Regions from separate parts of the Oncorhynchus mykiss genome. Here region 2 is linked to region 1. Evidence: chromatin contacts called from public Hi-C data. All regions are on one chromosome and are shown on one strand. Each heading gives the region's core, a stretch centred on a gene start, on an enhancer-like site or on the middle of the called end of the contact. The rest is flanking DNA. Distances are from core to core; before and after follow the strand shown.

What was found. Hi-C and Micro-C count contacts between places; a contact is called where the count stands out from the background.
Region 2: a contact with region 1 is called in a Hi-C map of liver, with 8 times the contacts expected there. The contact joins the promoter of eps15 here to the promoter of LOC110524422 in region 1. A contact is called at or near these places in 2 of 3 Hi-C or Micro-C datasets (blood and liver).

Annotation. Positions count from the first base shown.
Region 1 is chr5:68,190,458-68,195,310 of USDA_OmykA_1.1, forward strand. LOC110524422 (glutamate--cysteine ligase regulatory subunit) reads left to right here and starts at 3,295. Exons shown (of 7, transcript XM_021604025.2): 1 at 3,295-3,636; 2 at 4,347-4,415. The coding sequence starts at 3,511. It overlaps slc5a9 (sodium/glucose cotransporter 4), which reads right to left and starts at 459. Exons shown (of 13, transcript XM_021604024.2): 1 at 259-459. The coding sequence starts at 387.
Region 2 is chr5:69,049,039-69,053,246 of USDA_OmykA_1.1, forward strand. It overlaps eps15 (epidermal growth factor receptor substrate 15), which reads right to left and starts at 1,340. Exons shown (of 25, transcript XM_036978205.1): 1 at 1,173-1,340. The coding sequence starts at 1,199. It also overlaps the pseudogene LOC110522990.

The DNA of each region.
Region 1 (4,853 bases), core at 2,045-4,544:
GTAATAAAGAGTTAATTTACATCATACATCAAACTATACTGTCTGTAGATATTAGTTACAGCAAAGCCTTCTCAATGACATTGCTTTATACTTATTATTTAGTCAATATTTCATTTATTTGAACAACAGATTTTGTGAGAGGAATAATTCTGATGAATTAATCTCCACAGTACAACTTCAGTGTTAGGTCATTGTACCAGTCTGCCCTCTTCATACAATGAAAGCATCCACCAGGTAATAGGAGTGTTTATTACTTACCCATATTCCCACAACAAGAACAAAGACAAAGTATACCACGACCACAACAATATCAAGAGCTTCCAAAGCAAACTTTTCAGGTAATTCAGGCACAGAAGTCGTTGTCGCAAGACTAGGTGTTGAAGTCATTTTGACAAAAACATAGAAAACCGTGTGAACTTTGAGGCTAGCATGAAGCAAGTCAATAATTAATCAGCTTATCAAGACAATATGGAACCCCATTCATTGGTCACATATAAACCGGAAATTCTTCAGAAATACCTATCAGATTGTAAAGGATGTTTCCTGGAAAGATTTCAGTGGTGACATTTTCCTAAAATCCATAGGATATGTATGTGTGTGCTGTATGCTCTGTTGGGCAGCTAACAAACATACTATTATGTTCCAGAACTGGTTTGACAAGAACATTATCTGGGTTAAACAATTATTGAATAATGATGGCCAACTATATGATTATCAAGACTTCATGAGAACACAATGTTACATTCACTCCTGAAGAGTATCACATTGTTGTGAGAGCTGTCCCTAAAGGTGCTATTCTTCTTTTAGGATAATATAACAATACTCCAAGTGCAACTGTTGAGGATTTTGTAGCCTCAATACAGTTAGAAGGAATTGACAGTTTAAACTATAAATGTAATAACATGTATATAAGGAAACGATGTCAATATGTTACTATTCCCTCTGCTAAAATGTACTGGAATGCAGCCCTAGGACAAGTGAACTGGAACAAAGTCTCATTGTTATCTGGTAAATATTGTATATCTAATAATGTGAAAGAAGTATCATACAAACTCATTCATAGAACCTACCCTGTGAAGACCTTTAATATACACAGATTTAAAATAGCTATTGATAACAAATGTGTATTTTGTGGCTGTGACCCAGAAACTCTTGACCATTTATTTTGGGACTGTTCTTATGTCAGACGATTTTGGAGTGAGTTAGAAGATTTTATTCCAAAAGCAACGACTATTAATGTTAATCTGAGAGAATCTGATAATGTTTATTTTGATCCAAATTATATGGAACGTGACTGTCACGCCCTGACCTTAGTTATCTTAGTTTTCTTTATTATTTGGTTAGGTCAGGGTGTGACGTTTAGTTTTGTATTGTCTAGGTTTTTTTGTATGTCTAGGGGTTTTGTATATCTAGGGTTTTTTGTATGTCTAGGTGTTTATATGTCTATGGCTGCCTGGATTGGTTCTCAATCAGAGGCAGCTGTTTATCGTTGTCTCTGATTGGGAACCATATTTAGCTAGCCATATTCCTTGGTTATTTTGTGGGTTGTTATTCTATGTTTAGTTGCCTGTTCTGCACTAGCCATATTGCTTCACGTTTTGTTGTTTAGTTCTGTTCAGTGTTCTCTCTTTAATTAAAGAGTTATGTTCGCTTACCAAGCTGCGCCTTGGTCTCCTCTTTATGACGACAGTGACGTAACTTTCATTGTTAATTTATTTATCCATACAAAGTAGTGGGCAGAGAACAAACCCCTCTTCACATTGTTTAAGATGCTTTAAATATTATTTTGAAATGAAGAGTAAATGTAAAAAGAAATATGCACCATAAAAGTGTTAGTCTCGATATGTAATACCCGTCTGTTAGGTTTATGTACTCTTGTTTGTATATTTCTGTCATTTGTATGTTGTGTTCATAATAAAAAATAAATAAACCTATGGTCACAAAATTATATATGTAGTTAAGTGAATAAAAATATATTTGTATATATATATACACACAATAATGGCAGAACAGTAAAGTTAAGTAGCTACAACAGGCTCTATCACATCTTCCAAAACTTGCTGTATTCATCCCCTTTGAAATAGTCTTTGAATTCCACCGTCCTCTGTTTAACAGCTCCCTTCTTGGAGTCCCGCCTCCAGATCCTGATTTTCCTTTCTTCCTCTGAGAGTGTACTGATGTCCACAGGCATCTGAAGGGATACAACACAAAATCATCAAAATCACTCTCACAATTTGTCTGATTAGCATTCAAACGTAGGATTCCTGAATAGTCAAAAGTGGCAAAAATGTAAACTCAGCAAAAAAAAGAAACAAACCTTTTTCAGGACCCTGTCTTTCAAAGATAATGAGTAAATATCTAAATAAATTCACAGATCTTCATTGTAAAGAGTTTAAACATTGTTTCCCATGCTTGTTCAATGAATCATAAACAATTAATGAACATACACCTGTGGAACGGTCGTTAAGTACACTGTACAAAAATATGAACTCAAAATGTAAAGTGCTCGTCCCATGAGCTGAAATAAAAGATACCAGAAATGTTCCATTCGCACAAAAAGCTTCTCTCAAATTTTGTGCACAAATTTGTTTACATCCCTGTTAGTGAGAATTTCTGCTTTGCCAAGATAATCTATCCACCTGACAGGTGCCAGACATCAAGAAGCTGATTAAACAGCATGCTCATTACACAAGGGCACCTTGTGCCGAGGACAATAAAAGGCCACTCTAAAATGTGCAGTTTTGTCACACAACACAATGCCACAGATGTCTCAAGTTTTGAGGGAGTGTGCAAATGGCATGCTGACTCTGGGAATGTCCACCAGAGCTGTTGCCAGATCATTTAATGTTAATTTCTCTACCATAAGCCACCTCCAATGTAATTTTATAGTTTTGGGCAGTACATCCAACCAGCCTCACAACCGCAGCCTCAACCGTATATGACGTCGTGTGGGCGAGCAGTTTGCTGATTCATAATTAATTTTACAGAAACAAGAAGATCCCACGTAGTTTGGCGTAATTTTTTTTTTCAACATTTTGAACGTTTACCTAAAAAAAATATTTTTCCATCAGACCTGTCACATTTTTTACCTGACATGTATGTTACTAAGCATAAAAAGGTTGGATGGAAACCTGGTTACTGGTGGTGATTTTCATGTTGAATTAAAAAGGAAATCTTCTCTCTTGAAACAAGCTGAGTCATGATTAATATACATTACAATTGTCAGTACAGTACTGAACTGTAACAACATATTGGTCAAAAGGGTGCTAAATTCCACATAAATCCATGCCAGATTTTGCACACAACGCACAGTTACAAGGTGGGCGTGCTCATAGCGCTAGTTTCCACCAGCAAAATAAACTACCGGTACATATGCAATTCACAGAGGTACTGTTTTTGAAACGCGGTGAGTCCTGTCGCTAACTGCAGAAATAAATAACTGGATAAGTTGCTGGATAGCTTAAAAGGACGTTTCACTACTATATATTTACTGACAACCAAGGACACCACATGGACAATCACACCACCAGTGCTAAAGTGCTTCTCAACCATGCTACGACATTGAATCTGCACACGGGAAATTTAGTAAACCGTAGCCGTCTCAAGAAAAAATGTCCGTCTTCACCTAGTGAAGAGGTAAGACTGACCATTGACTTTGTCATAACTGGCTAGCTAATGTAAGACGTTTGAAAAGAGTGCATTACGGCTGGTCAGCTAACTGGCTAGATAATGTTGTTGCTAACTAGCTTGAAAAACCATGGCCTCGACTTAAATTAGCGCGTTTAGGTAGCTCAACAACCATGCGTTGTCTTTCCTATATCCATCCCCATTACGTCATTAAAAACATCAGTTTGCGTTATGTAGTCTGACGTTTATGGCTGTATTGCAAGACCTGTCAGGGTCATGATTCACCTGATAATCAGATTTAAAGATGCTTGAGGACATTTTAAATTAAGAAAGCCAGGACTTGTCTTGTGTAGATTATTGAAGGCCAGCTTTAATTCGGCATGGAGAACAATCATAAAACTATTTCCTTGAAGCTGTGCCCAACTTGACTCGAAGAATATCCATTTAGCGTTTAATGTGTTGATCTTGTATAGTAAGCCATAGCTCAGTACCAGAACTTAATGCGCACATTTTCGTACTGTCCAAGTCACTAATTACCAGCAGTGTACAAAATAATCCTATACTGTCCATGTCTGGCAATCTTTCACAGCATCATTGAGTGATCTATAGGCATAATTGAAAGCCCTACCTAGTTACGAGGTGTTGTTTATAGCAAACATGTTAACACTTCCATTCATTTACAGTCCACTCTTAATACATTTTTTTTTTTACCATTCCAGATTCAAGACTGTGTTCGAGCTACACTTAGTGAGTGGTTTGCCACGATACCACCACCAACTTCACCAACGGTTAGGCAGTTCTCTTATTTATTTATTTGTTTATTTATTGATCTTCATTTGCTATAAATGAATAGGCAAACTGTGCTTCAGCCCATCTGCATTTAACCTATTGGACTAATAATTAGCTAGATCCCAAATGTGATCTTTTAATCTTTTATCTAGTTAGCATTCTATTGATTTATAAAAAAATAAAAAACTTGCATAAACACAGTGAATATAATGTAGGCATACCTGTCAGGGTAACTTGGGGTCACCTAGGGTAACAGAAACCACTTCATGTCACCATTTACCCCCCACAACACTTTCCCTGGTTGCTACTACTTTTGTTCAACTAAGCATGTAATCTGTCACCACAATTTAAGTCACTTCTCAACAAATATATAGAGGTTATTGCATTTTACCCCAAGTTACCCTACAATTGACCCATGTTCCATTTAGTCCCACTCC
Region 2 (4,208 bases), core at 90-2,589, 860 kb after region 1:
CTAATTGCATAGCAATGAATACTCTTCACAAAACTGCAGATGATACTAGCTATACTGTGCTGTATGCAGTATTTTCTTGTCCAATCCTTATTCCCCCCGCACAGCACAGCCCTGCTGCCAAGAAATTGCACCAACTGTAGTTACCAACCCCAGTCTTTTGCCTTGGTATAGCTCAGCCGAGGTAAAGAACATGTCACTCCATTGAAGAATGGTAATATCCCATAACATAAGACAAATATATAAATCAGTGCATACTAACTTCGCTAGCTAGTTAATGACATATAGCTAACGCAATCATTATGCAGTCAAAATATGTAGTAACTATGAGATTAACAATGTCAATAGTCAGGATGTCAGCTAAACTAACTAGCTAGTTTAACCAGTAGAATACTGCTGGCAAATAACGTCCACTATCAACTTAAATGAATCAGAAAACCAATACTAATATCAATGTGATTAATAAAACAGCGGTCGTCTGCAACATAGTTGGCCATTGGCAGTGTCATATGGGACAACATGCGGCTACTTCCTCTTCTCTGACTAGCTGATGATAGCAAGCTAACTAATTAAAGTTAGTTTGTATTGGCAGTTTAATAAATGATTAAAACGGTCATATCGGACAGCTGACTTGATATCCTCTACCTAATACGTTACAATAAACGTTAGTTTACAAAGAGAGGAAAGTGGATTGAAGCTAGTTAACGTTACCGTGCTAGCTTTGCTATGCGGCTCACACAGCATGAATGCAAACTGGTAGTTAGCTAGCTAACATTACGCTTACAAATAAATGTTGACAGTCGAACAAATAGGAACTTTGCATATTGAAATAAAGGAGCTCTCAAAGTTAGCTAGGTAATGTAGTGACCAGTGAATACAATCAAAAGAAACAAAACTAGGCAAAAGTTCTAGCTAGCTACTGTAGCTATCCGACCATTCCAAAATTGACACAACAGGCAGCTAATGTTAGCCTAACTAGCAACGCCCTTACGCAGTCGCTAAAGGCGTTAGGCAGAAACTTTACCCAGTCATATCTTGGGTTGAGGAAAACTTCAAAAGAGTTCAAGACCGCGAGGCACAGCAGTTCAAAACCATTTATTCCTTAAATCCATTTGCCCAATAAGTACAAAGCACCTACATACTAATCACCATTCGTTTTGAAATAAAATACTTACCTGAGTCAGGGAAAGACTGGCAGCCATAATGTTTCTGTTCCCACTACTTCATTCTGCGTAACGATAGATTAGAGGCAGCTTTAAAAACGAGGCACTGGAATTTGTGTACTGGAATGGGGGTCATTCAATCAGCTTCAGATGGCGCTGCTCCCGCGACTGTCTGCAGCAGTGCTCTGGTGTAAATGTGAACGAGTTTAATGCCAGTGTAATAATGAATGGCTGTTTGCAACGCTGCAAACTTAACCACGGGAAGGTGGAGTTAACCTCAAATTACGCGACACACACGGTGAGCGTTATAGAATATATAAGAATGAGACAAAACCAATAAATTGAGTCACTTCCTTTATGTTGCATTATTGGAGAGTAATCTGTATAAGAACTTCTTCCTTCCACAATAAAATGAAAACAGCCTCCCCATACATAGTCTAAAATGTTTCACAACAGGGTCAACTTCCAATCAGCATAGGGACAAGGCTTTAGGGTAGAGCAGTGCAGAAACATTTACATTAAAATCCAGAGGGGGGAAAATTCCAGTTTAAAAAAAAAATCCCAAAATGAACATATCAATATCAGAGCCTCCTGCTTTAGAATATCTTAACAGCTGTATGTATGCAGTCTGAGCTTATTTTCAATTTAGAAAATAGGTGCATTTGATTTAAGGTAGCTTGAGTAGTTAGTGAAAACTGCCTACCCAATACACAGAGTGACCCCATGAGTGCTGAAAATAAGCTGCAGAAAAGGATAATCAGTAGACTTTCACACCATAGCCAAAACAATATATCTCTCCACACACATATACACCATCATAATGCCATATACATGTTTGGGGTACAAGCACCTACCAGACATCAGGTAGCACAGACTCAACAAAAATGTGTCAGATTTTTTTTTTTAAATACACAAAAAAAATGCATTGAGGTAAACATTGTCAGGAAATTTGAGATGGTCAATATACTTAATGTAGTTAGCAGAAGAACATTGTTTTCAGAGATGAGATTCAAATTGTTGTAAACTTCACTTTCAAAAACAATTACTGGCATGTCACTGCTAAAAAATAAAAATCTCAAATCTAACAATAAATCTTCAACCAAATCTCAAATCTGAACTCCTATAGATTATCAACATAACATGGAAACATAACTAATTGCTGTCCTTAGTTTTCGCCCCTTCCCTTGTGATGTAGGCAAAACAATAGCTACCCATTTGTTTTGGGGGAGAAGCATAAATCATTAACGGAAAGGCCAAACAAAGCCCCATCTTCAGCCTTGCGCCAATGGATCATAGTAGACAGGGTTCCTTTTCAGAAGTTCATCTCATCTTTGTGTTTAGAGTCAATTTCTTCATCCTCTTCTCCCTCCTTTTTATTAATCTCTTCTCCATCCCGTTTCTTTCTCTCCTCTTCCTGACTGTCCGTCATCATCTTTTCAGGGTCCTGTGTAGACCGCAAAAAAATATATATATATATTGACAGGGTAGGAGACGATGCACACATCACCTTTTAGAGAGGGCATATTATAATGACAACTCAATCTAAACATAACTGGTAAAGTTGATGGTATATCACACAAAAAAAGGAGACCATCGGCTTACCTTTGTTGCACCCCATGTCTCGTTCCCTACTTCTGCAAGCTTTGGTTCATTGAGAAAGTTGTCAAAAATAGTCCCTGACTTCACCTATAAAATGATAAAGGGTCATTGTTTATTTAAATCTTAACCATTCACTTCAAAAAAAATGAAAGTCAAAAGAATAGTAAAACACTACACACCATGTTACATTAATCAAGGATTAGAGTCAGTCACTCTACCTGCCACATATCCAATCACCCCCATGCTGGCATATTTCAAGGTCAGCAGTGTAGTCAGGGTTGTCAATTTCAGGGTTCACCCATTTCCCCTTGGAGGCAGGATTGTCAATCTGTTTGGGCTTCCACTCCCCCTGTGAAAAACAATGTCAGAAAGTGCTTAGTTCCCTATGCAAAAGTATTTTTTCCCCACTATGTATCCAAGTAAATAGGCAAATTAGTAAAAATGGCAAGACCACATTTCACCGAGTGTAGTACATTCACACCAAATCCTTGTGGCCATGAGTACAAACAACCGTGGAGGCCTACCTTATAGTCAGGGTCCGTGACCATGGGAGGCTCCCATTCACCATCCATCTCATCGTTCCAGTCATCAAGCTTCTTGGCATCAGGGTCAGGGATAGTCTCAGCCACATCCCAGTCCTAAAGGAAACAGTGGCTTAATAATGTCCTTTGCACAGAGTCACCTGCATTTTCTACAGAAAATGAAATGGTGTTCTCATGCATTCTTTAATGTCTTGTTAACATACCTCTGGTTTCTTGTCTTCAGGATCATCAATGTTCTCTCATCCCAGTCATCTGGCTTCTCAGCATCAGGGTCCTTTATCTTCTTGGGGGGAGGAAGTCCCAGTCCTCCTCTAGGCTTCCAGACTCAACTTTCTTGTTGTTGATCTCCACCTCGTAGGTGTTATCCGGATTGACTACCAGTGTGTACATGTGGGTATATTCATCATCCTAGGGAACACACAAAATAAGTTACTGCATGCAAAAACAAAATAATGTTTATTTAACTTCTTTAAGGCCAATACTTTTAAAACATAATACTGAGAAAAAGGTGGGATAGCAAAAATGGTCGACAGATAACAGATGGTGAAGCTCATAGATAAATACAACTGTTACCATTGACTAGAAAATATAGCAGAATTGCTTATGGACAAAAGGGCTTCTCAGCACTTTCTTAGTGCCTGGACCACAGATGTCTGGACCCAAGACAGCCAAACCACAAACACAGGAATTTAACTTCACACTGCCAATAGTATGTGGTGTAAAGTAGCCAGGCAACTCAAGACAGTGAGACTAACACGGGGAACAATACCTAGGGGACTCTCAAAACAGAAAGGAATTTGACAAGTGAGTCATAACCTACTTTCCAATGTTCCCAGTTACAAATAGGATGTTTATACTTACCAAACATGATGTTGTTTGTGGATTCTCCATGCATTTCCTCCTGGTT